Linked DNA regions of Mus musculus: all the other regions are linked to region 2. The links are chromatin contacts, called in public promoter capture Hi-C maps. All regions are on one chromosome and are shown on one strand. The core of a region is the stretch at or near the end of the contact, and the rest is flanking DNA. Distances in the headings are between cores, read along the strand shown.

Region 1 (3,063 bases), core at 88-2,587, 300 kb after region 2:
TGACATAAATTAGCCAGTACTAAGCAACAAACAACAACCACCACCACCTAAACTCTCCAATAGTTTCCTATCTTTTAGGAGCCAAAAATCTACACTTCCTAATATAAGGCCCTCAATATTGACTTCCCAGCAATGGCCCACATCCTCTCTAGATTCTTACCTCTGAATCCTGCACCCCAAGCCACTCTGGGCCACTTACATTGTCCAAATAGTTTGTGTTCTTCCATTGGATTAAGCAGTGACACAGCAAAGCCACCAACTAGTCAATATTGATTGACAGCAAGGCCCTAGAACGCTCGTGTGCAAAGGTCAAGAAAAGCAAAAGATACGGTCCAAACAAAATGTTTATGATCCATCCCAGGAGATAGGACAGTTAAACCAGGAAGTAAGGAACAATCTAGGATGCAAAAGCCAGAAACAGAGAAGCAACCGGAAGATGGAAATGGTATGAACTACTGCGTGTCACCAAAGACAGTGTCAATATTTGTTTGAAGTTTAAAAGCAATTTCACTTATCTTTGTTCCCTGAGCTGACCCCAATGGAACTTGAGTTTTGGACAGATCTAAGGAGCAAAGACAGAAAAAGAAGAGGAGGAGGGAGGGGAGAAAGGCAGAAAGAGGCAGAAAGGGAGAAAATATGGCTTACAGGGTGTTTTCCCAGGTACCTCTCCACTTGCCTTTCACAGAGCGCCAAAGGCTTGGTCTATTGCAGGAGGGCTGAGGCTCCTGGCAGTAGAACTGGGGTGGCCACACCCAGCCAATACCTAGAAGTGCAAAGGCTCCAACGCAAATCCTTTTACTGCAAGTTTGTATTTCTCTACTGCGCTTCACTGCAACTTAGATGGCATGGAAGTGGGAGCCCATGGGCACAGTCTATATTGATCCAAGATCAGGTGTAAACCCTTGAAAGTCAAGTGAGGGGGCTGGTGAGATGGCTCAGTGGGTAAGAGCACCCGACTACTCTTCCGAAGGTCAGGAGTTCAAATCCCAAAAACCACATGGTGGCTCACAATCATCCGTAACGAGATCTGACTCTCTCTTCTGGAGTGTCTGAGGACAGCTACAGTGTACTTACATATAATAAATAAATCTTTAAAAAAAAAAAAATTCAAGTGAATTTTCTCAAGTCTATCCTCAGGGAGTGGTATGACATGTGGCAAAGGTCAGAGGGGAAATGGCCTGACCAAATAGCAGTAGAACTTAAAAAACATTTTTTTTTTTAAAAAAATCCACAGTGTGTGTGTGTGTGTGTGTGTGTGTGTGACACGCTCGGAGGTTTCAGGACAATCTGTGGGAATGAGTTTTCCCCTTTCACCCTGTGGGTCCCAGCAATTGAACTTTGGTTGCCAGTCTCAGCAGCTTACATTTGTAACTGCCCAGCCATTTCACCAGCCTAGAATGGTTTCTGTTTGCTTTTATTTAAAAACGACATTACTTACCCTGGTGAGGTAGTGAACAGTGGTAATCCTATTATCCAGGAGGCAGAGGAAGACAGGGCTCTGATTTTCAGGGCAGCCTGGCCTACATGGTGGGTTTGAAGAAGGCAAGGACATCGTAGTGAGACCCTGTCTCAAAACACCAAACCAAACTAATCAAACAGACAAAGCAACCCCTCGTTCCTTGATAATCTTAGAGTCTGTCAGAATGCTATAAACAGATCAGAAACGAACCTTTAAGGTTTGAACACCAAAGTCACCGGTTTGTAATATTTGGCAAATTCTAGAGCAATGTTTATGACGGGGGTCATGTTCGGTCATGTATTTAGTCTGCAATATGCAACATCTTCACCAAGTTGAAAAGCACGATGATTGCCCACAGAAATTCAGAGAAGAGGCAGGGATTAAAAGATTTATATAAACTTGGCTCAGTGGGTCAAGTGCTTGTTGGGAAAGCCCGCAACCGAGTTCAGTTCCTAAAACTCATGAAAGAAAAGGTTCCACAAGCTGTCCCTGGCCAGCTCCTGTGCACTGAGACTTTCACGCACCCGTACTCTCACACAGAGATATGTTGTAGAAGAATAGAAACAACAACAACAACAATAATAATGTGAGTAAATACTTGAAATGTTTAAAACATGCCTACTCTTTATAAACAAAGAAACACAAATTAAAGCAACAAAAAATATAATCATAGCAACTGGGAAAAATATTTAATGAAAAGTATTGGCTAAGAGTGTATTGAGACTGAACTGACCTCCACTGGGAGTGTAAGACAGTATGGTATTTCTAGACAGTGATTGACCTTATGTGTTAAGAGCCTTGAAAATGTCCTCTTGAGTAGAGACTATAGCCCAGGAGCAGAGCTGTTCTAACATACACTGAGCTCTGAGTTTAGTCATTAGTCATGGGGGGGGGGGTAGGGAAGGGGTAGAGAGAGAAGAAGTAGTCTCCCTTTTGACTAAGTAATTTCCCAAGGAAACAATCAGAGCTGTAGCTAAAGATTTATACATAAAAATGTTTAGTATAGAGTGCCATCAAATGTCCAACAATGGTTAAATGAATTCTTGCAAATGCACGGAAGGTGATATAGTAGTCACTCATTAAAAAAAAAAAAAATCAGCCGGGTGTGGTGGCGCACTCCTTTAATCCCAGCACTTGGGAGGCAGAGGAAGGCAAATTTCTGAGATCGAGGCCAGCCTGGTCTACAGAGTGTGTTTTAAGTGAGCCAGGGCTATACAGAGAAAGTCTGTCTCAAAAAACCAAAAGAAAATAAAAATCAGAGTCAGGGAAGATAGGAAGGAGTTGACATGGAGTGAACCACAGGCAGAGGCTGCAGAGAGGACTCCGTGGGTAAGCGCTTGTGTGTGAGCTCCAGGAGTGGCTGTTTATACACCTGTAACCACAGCAGAGGCAGAGGCAGAGGCAGAGGCAGAGGCAGAGGCAGAGGCAGGAGGATGCCTGGACCATGCTGGCTGCCAACCTAGTTTCACATTCAGTGACAGAGACTGTCTCAAAAGAAGGCAGGGAGTGACAGAGAGGAACACTCGATGTCCTCCTGGGGCCTCTGTGTTTGTGTGTTGTGTAGAGTTCTCTCTAACACAAAGAAATGGAGCAGGGTCGTCCTC
Region 2 (3,361 bases), core at 168-2,667:
CTTCCATACACACAAGCAGTGCACATGAGTCTAGCCTGCTGTGTATACACTGTCACAGAACTTCATTTATCAAAGCCCACTAGAATCAATGTGGTAGTGCATCCACTAATCCCAACAGCAATTGAGAGTTTGAGGCCAGCCTGGGCTATATAATGAGACCTTGTCTGGGGAACAAAACAAAGGATAACCCAATTAATTAAAATGATCATAGGACCAAGCATTATGGGGCACTCCTTTGATCTCAGCACTCTGGAGACAGGTAAAAGGATCTATCCGGGTTCAAGGCTACCCTGGTCTACATAGCAAGTTCCACGACAGGCAAGATTTCATAGAGATAAACTATGTCTCAAAAAAAAAAAAAAAAAAAAAAAAAAAAACACGTATGAAAGGAAAGATAGATATGCAGCACAGCAGTAGGGCTCTTTCTTTCGTGGAAAGATACTGTGTTACCTAGCACCACAAACCAGAAAAGAAGAATTTCCTAGGTGTATACTACTTCAACTGATATTTCTTGGTCATGGCTAACAAAACTATTTGAAAACTTATGTCAGAAATATTGACCTTAGCATGCTGGTGGACACCTTTAATCCCAGTGCTTGGGAAACAGAGGCAGGCAGAGCTCTGTAAGTTCAAGGCCATTCTACATAGTGAATACCTGAATTCCGGACCAACCAGGGCTACATAGTGAGAGCCTGTCTTAAAACAACAACAACAAAAAATTAGTTTCTATTGCTACATGTTGTTGCTGTGGTTTGGTGATGTCACACCAGTGTGGAAAATCATATCACAAAGGAGCAGTGCAGTTTGACGTTGTATAATTCTTGTCAAGGATTCATTGTCCACTTGACTCATTTTGTTTTGTTGGAGAAAGAATCTCACTGTGGAGACCAGGCCCGCTTTTGTCTCCCAAGTGCTAGGATTAAAACTGTGCACCACTATGATAGCCTTTTTTAAAATAAAGATAATTAGCGATCTCTTAATGATCTAGAATGTGTACGAGGAACTATTCCGTTTTTTCTCTGCTGGACACAAAGCCTTAGATTTTGGGTATTCTGTCTTATTTCCATTTTTCATGTATTCGTAAGTACCATTATGCTACAGGTGGCTTTAGCCTAACCATTTGGGTGAGACATTAACCTATTAACCTGTTGGGTTTCTTCCCCAGCTTCCCTTAGGTCATAATAAGGATTAAACCTAGAGCCTCATGAATGCTACTTTCCTGCCACTAAACTGTGTCCCAGCCCACTTTTTAGCGAGACAGGATTTTACAGTTAACCACACTGGCCTTGAATTCACTCTGCAGCTGAGGTATACCTTCAACCTCTCAGCCCTTATGCCTCAGCCTGGCTGCACAGACAGACCCAGCTCTGTCTGTCATTCTTGGATTTCGGTTCTTGTGACATTTGTTTATGTAATTCTGCCTTTTAAACTATTAAGCATTATGTAATACCCACCAGAAACTTAGCTGTCTCTTGCCCAACTAGTTACTAGTCGACTTCTACCTCAAAATTGAAGCTTGCCCCATCCTTCTACATCCTCTGAACATAATTTGACAGGATCCTCTTAGTTTTTCTAAATACTTGTCCTTTTTTTTTTGCAGTGTTTCAAAGGCTTTTGCTATCATTTTGTTAATCCTCAACTACATTGCAGTCCTCTTCCTCATAACCTATTTAAAAGCTAAAATTCAAAACACATAACAAATATATGTATCAATATGTATGAAAATGCCTGCTATCACATGATAAGCATTAGGAAAAAATCTTAGTTGAAAACAGGGTCTGTCTCTGTATACACACACACACACACACAGGTACACACACACACACAGAGATACACACACACACAGATACACACACACACACAGATACACACACACACAGATACACACACACACACACACACAGGTACACACACTCACTCTCGGGGACATGCATCAGCATACTCTCAACCGTTTTAAAGCCTCTAGGCCTTCAGGGAATTACTGGACTTCGGGGCCACCACCACCACAGCAGCATCAAGTCCTGGCTGTAACTTTTCTCTATCATTTGTGTAAGAGATGGGAAAAAATAATTCATTGCATAGTTTTAGATAAATCCCATTAAACAGGCAGAGACTTTGATGTTATTATATAACATTGATGCCGATGCTTTTCTCTTATTGATTAGCTACCTGTGAGATGTGTGGGATGGTCGGTGTGCGAGATGCTTTTTACTCTAAAACGAAACGTTTCTGCAGTGTTTCCTGTTCAAGAAGTTACTCGTCAAACTCTAAGAAGGCAAGCATTCTGGCCAGACTTCAGGTAACGGTACAGAAACCTTCTTATTCTTCCTGTTTCCCATGGCTTTCACGCCCAGTCATCTGACTGAGTCACTGCACTCCACCTCTTCCCATGGGCCCGTGGTTTACAGCCTGTACTGTTAGGAATGTATGAGCCACGAGTGGTATACACTGAAGCATCTTACACAGTGAAAGCATGCTATCCAAGATAAGCTGTAAATAATCTGTATAAATGAATAAGACCTTTTCCCACATAAGTACAATTAAACACCTTGTTCTATGTAGAACTTAACAGCTATTCTCTCTGGTGGTCCTCCCCCCAATTTGTCCTTCATTTCCTATCAAGGCAGAGAATGATTCATTTTGGAGGTCCTTCTGTTTGGTTTTCTTCCCTCAACTTTGCTCTGTACTTTGGATTTTGTTCTTTGTTCTTAGGGTTTTTATTGCTGGGGTGAACCCCAACTTTAAACAGCAGGTTCAGCTTTGTACTTTGAGTACATCCAGTTTGATACCTTAACCAAATATGTTTGATTGACATAACTCACCTTTTTTAAAACATCCATGAAATAAAAAGAAAATCATCCTCTTTTAAATATATATATTAGTGCTGACCAAGTACTGGTGTCTTGACTTACTTAACTCCGTTGTTAACATACCATCTAAAAATTTCTTAAGGCATTATAGTACTGATTTTTGTAATTATCTTTTGTATGATCACAGTTTTTCTCTCTCATTTAATGTACTGTGATCATTACATAGCACTGAAAGAGTTATTTAAATCCCCTAGATGAAGGAAATACATCACTTAGATGTATTTCTATATTTCAGATAGACAGTTCCCAAAGATCCTGAGCAGTGGTCTGTACCCAAATGGATGCAGTTTGTCACACTGAATTTGGCCATGATCATTATGTCACTGACCTTTTGCGTTAGCACTAAAGGTATAAACCTCAGTCACTTGCTCTTTGACCATTCAGTTGACTGCTCTCACCATATCAGTAGCATTGCTTTGCAACTGCATGACTGAATAACCCTGGTTCTGTCTACTCTAAGAAGAAGTTGAATATCCACCACAGCCTGTATT
Region 3 (3,125 bases), core at 348-2,847, 380 kb after region 2:
TCTTAGCATCATCTTTGCTCTAATAACTGATGTTAACAATCTTTAAAATGGGTATTTTATCTCTTAAAAAAACTATGTTGAATTTATGGGTGACCAGAGCTGGTGCTTAAAGTGAGAATTCAGGATTCCAGAGAAAATGACTTCATTGAAATTGAGCTGCCCAGACAAGAGTTAAGTTACCACAACCTACTCCAGGTGAGCTGCTCTCAACTGGGGATCCCCCCAGAACAAGTGGAGAAGATGAGGAAGCTGCCAAACACACTGCTCCGGAAGGTAGGTCACATACCACCGAAGGCACCATTCTGGTGGGTGAAGTGACACAAAGCCAATCATTCAGTTTTTATGTTCCAAGTGAAGTTTAAGATGCTAGAACCTACAGGAGAGCCATGAAGTAACTGGGACACTTTCAACCAGCCGTTTTTCTACTCATGTTACAAGCCTGCTTGAGCGGCAAGTGATCTGCAACTTAAAGGCTTTTATTTTTAGCTGGGCCAATCTCTGGCTAATAAAGACAATATTGTCCTCAGACTAGAACATGGTCTGCACTTACTGCCTAGCAATCCACAGAAATGTTTCTTTGAACTTTATTTAAAGACTTACTTATTTAATGTATATGAGCACAGTATTGCTCTCTTCAGACACACACCAGAAGAGGGCATCGGATTCCATTACAGATGGTTGTGAGCCATCATGTGGTTGCTGGGAATTGAACTCAGGACCTCTGGAAAAGCAGACAGTGCTCCTAACAGCTGAGCCATCTCTCTAACCCTTCTTTGAATTTTTCTCCCCAGGAAGAAAATGTAGATCTCAAGTTATAATATCAGGTTTCATGCTTTAAGATTTTTTCCCCCAAGCTGGCCAGTGGTGGCACACACCTTTAGTAATCCCAGCACTTGGGAGGTGAGTAGATCTGTGGTCTTATAGTCTAAGTTCCAGGACAAAAACCTTCTGAAATGCCCTTGGCCTTTTTATTGATGCCTCAGTCCTTAATGATAGAACCTTTGTAAATTATCATTAAGTCACAAGATGATCACACTTTCCAGACAGTGTTAGTATCAGGCTGGGCATGTCGGCTCACACCTTGATGACCCTAGTACTTGGGAGAAGCAGAGGTAGACACCTTTGAATGCCAGGCAGAGACTGTCTCAAAAAAACAATTCAACTGCTGACATCCCCAGGGAGAGACAAAAGCCAATCTGAAGCAGCTCTCAGTAATAGTTTGCCTTACTTCAGTGACTTACATAGTGTTCTTAAATCCCTCAATCTTTCCCATCATGTAGGACAAAGACATTCAAAGACTCCAGGACTTTCAGGAGATAGAACTCCTCTTGGTGAAGAGTGGAAACCCTGACTGGACTCAGCACACAGCATTACCTCGGACAGAGACACCATGCTACAATAGTAATGCTGCCAAAATGACTTACTAGCTCCAGAAGGGTCTGCAGTAATTTTGTCAATAATGAGGCTAGGCCCACGTGACAATCTGGCTAACCACAATGAACTTTGGAAAAAATGTCATCTGCAACTTCTTAGTAGGAACTGTTTCACAAGCTCATGGCACCCATGGGGCCAAGTTTATTCTGAAGTGCTGAAGCCCAATACTGACATCTGACTGAGTTACATGCACGGATGCACGCCCAGCTTCATTTACCTATCCATTGGAGTGACTTATGATCTGAGTAAATTAACTTCTCCAGCCCGAGACAATCTGTGACAACAGCTCCCATCACTGTAGTCGGTGGCAGCTTCCCTAGCTTCACTCCGAGGCTGGCAGTCATCATACCCAAGCTGCTCTCAAGCCCACTTGTGGTGGCTATTAAGTAACTCACTTCATAAGCACTCAGCGGTAACCCGCCTACGTTCCCTCACCATTCCTCTTTGCACAGCCACTGCTCCTTGACTAGCGTCACCTCTGATCCTTATGAATTTAGTTAAAACACCAGGGCTCCTCATAGACCATTTGCATTCCTAGCAGCTGAGATTAGAGGGAAGGTAAGGACACACAGTAGGCATTACCCATACCCAACAACTGTTAGAAGGCTATTTAAAACCATGCTGGCTAGCTCCAGTGGCTCAGCAACAGCTAACTGTGACTGGGCAGGATGGATCCTCAGTGACAACTCCCTTGTGTTTCACTTTCAATAGGAAAATTTAGGCAGGAGCTCAAGGCTGCTTAGGTTAATAGCTAAAAATCATTATTTGTAAAATGTTGTTTTCAATTAGTCAATTTTAATTGAAAAACAACTTAGTCAGGAGGCAAATGTTATCCTCTATCCTAATGGCAGAACCTAGTAGGTGACATCCAGTGCCTAGTTCCAGTGCAAACAGTAATCCTTTCATAAAGCTAAGGACCAAGTTCTTACCTGCTCTAGTAATAAGCATACTCCACTCAAAAACAGAACAGGGACAGGGAAGGGAGGCTGGGGCATGGGGATCTATTAGCCCCAAGAGCACAGACTTTGTGTAGTAGAGGGGATGACCCCAAACCTCCCACATGCTGGCATTACAGGTGCACAGACCCTTTTCTGTATGTCCTAAAACCTGGGGGTTCTAGAGGATGCACAATTAGGTTTACTTTATATCTTAAATGTATATGAAGTCCCTGCATAGGGAGCAAGTCCATTAAATAACTCTTAGGTGGAATGAACCAGGCAGCAGAATGAACGTTAGACTAAGATGCCCGGAACCTAGCTGGGTTAGAAGAATGTCAGCACTCTCACTCCTAACTGCTCACAACTTCCCTTGGCACTGCCAGCTACTGACAGATGTCCTGTCCAGCTCACGGCTGCAGTGCTGCACTGAGAAGAGGGCAGCAGGCAATGGGGGAGGGAGTTACACATTTTCTCTTTACTGACCAACCCCAGTATCAAGACCTGCGCCTACATGCACACTGAGCTCACAGCTGTCCCCAGCTCACCTTGAAGTCTCACTGAGCAGGGCGTGGGGGAAAGGACTATAGGAATGAATGCTTGCCTATGTAAACCCCACACCTCTGCTGGTGCTTTTCAAGTCCTAATCATTTTTTCGTAAAGAGTAAATGTTCTTGTTAACCTTCCTTGGAAGGCTGCTTACGAGTACCCATTCCCTAGCTGCCATTTAACAAAAGATACCACATGTGTACGCCT

Evidence for each region. Capture Hi-C pulls out chosen DNA fragments and counts their contacts.
Region 1: a contact with region 2 is called in a promoter capture Hi-C map of adipose tissue. The contact joins two enhancer-like sites. A contact is called at or near these places in 4 of 39 promoter capture datasets (the C10 cell line, hippocampal neurons, neutrophils and 1 more), 1 of 484 Hi-C or Micro-C datasets (centrocytes) and 2 of 9 other capture datasets (adipose tissue and liver).
Region 3: a contact with region 2 is called in a promoter capture Hi-C map of adipose tissue. The contact joins two enhancer-like sites. A contact is called at or near these places in 12 of 484 Hi-C or Micro-C datasets (LSK cells, cardiomyocytes, conventional dendritic cells and 6 more), 1 of 115 datasets of contacts at active chromatin or transcription factors (embryonic stem cells) and 3 of 9 other capture datasets (adipose tissue, liver and pancreatic islet).

What each region holds. Positions count from the first base shown.
Region 1 is chr11:94,201,939-94,205,001 of GRCm38.p6, forward strand. No RefSeq gene overlaps it. Among named protein-coding and RNA genes, the nearest start is that of Tob1, 8.0 kb to the right of the region's middle. Within about 2 kb of position 1,338, at least 15 of the 459 cell types and tissues checked have an H3K27ac peak or open chromatin away from gene starts, as enhancers often do. A contact at or near this core is called in adipose tissue, where this site is marked.
Region 2 is chr11:93,906,639-93,909,999 of GRCm38.p6, forward strand. It overlaps Mbtd1 (mbt domain containing 1), which reads left to right. Exons shown (of 16, transcript NM_134012.4): 3 at 2,166-2,299. Among named protein-coding and RNA genes, the nearest start is that of Mbtd1, 22 kb to the left of the region's middle. Within about 2 kb of position 1,418, at least 39 of the 459 cell types and tissues checked have an H3K27ac peak or open chromatin away from gene starts, as enhancers often do. A contact at or near this core is called in adipose tissue, where this site is marked.
Region 3 is chr11:94,284,559-94,287,683 of GRCm38.p6, forward strand. Gm21885 (predicted gene, 21885) reads left to right here. Exons shown (of 4, transcript NM_001378258.1): 3 at 98-273; 4 at 1,281-1,702. The coding sequence ends at 1,427. Among named protein-coding and RNA genes, the nearest start is that of Gm21885, 4.3 kb to the left of the region's middle. Within about 2 kb of position 1,598, at least 9 of the 459 cell types and tissues checked have an H3K27ac peak or open chromatin away from gene starts, as enhancers often do. A contact at or near this core is called in adipose tissue, where this site is marked.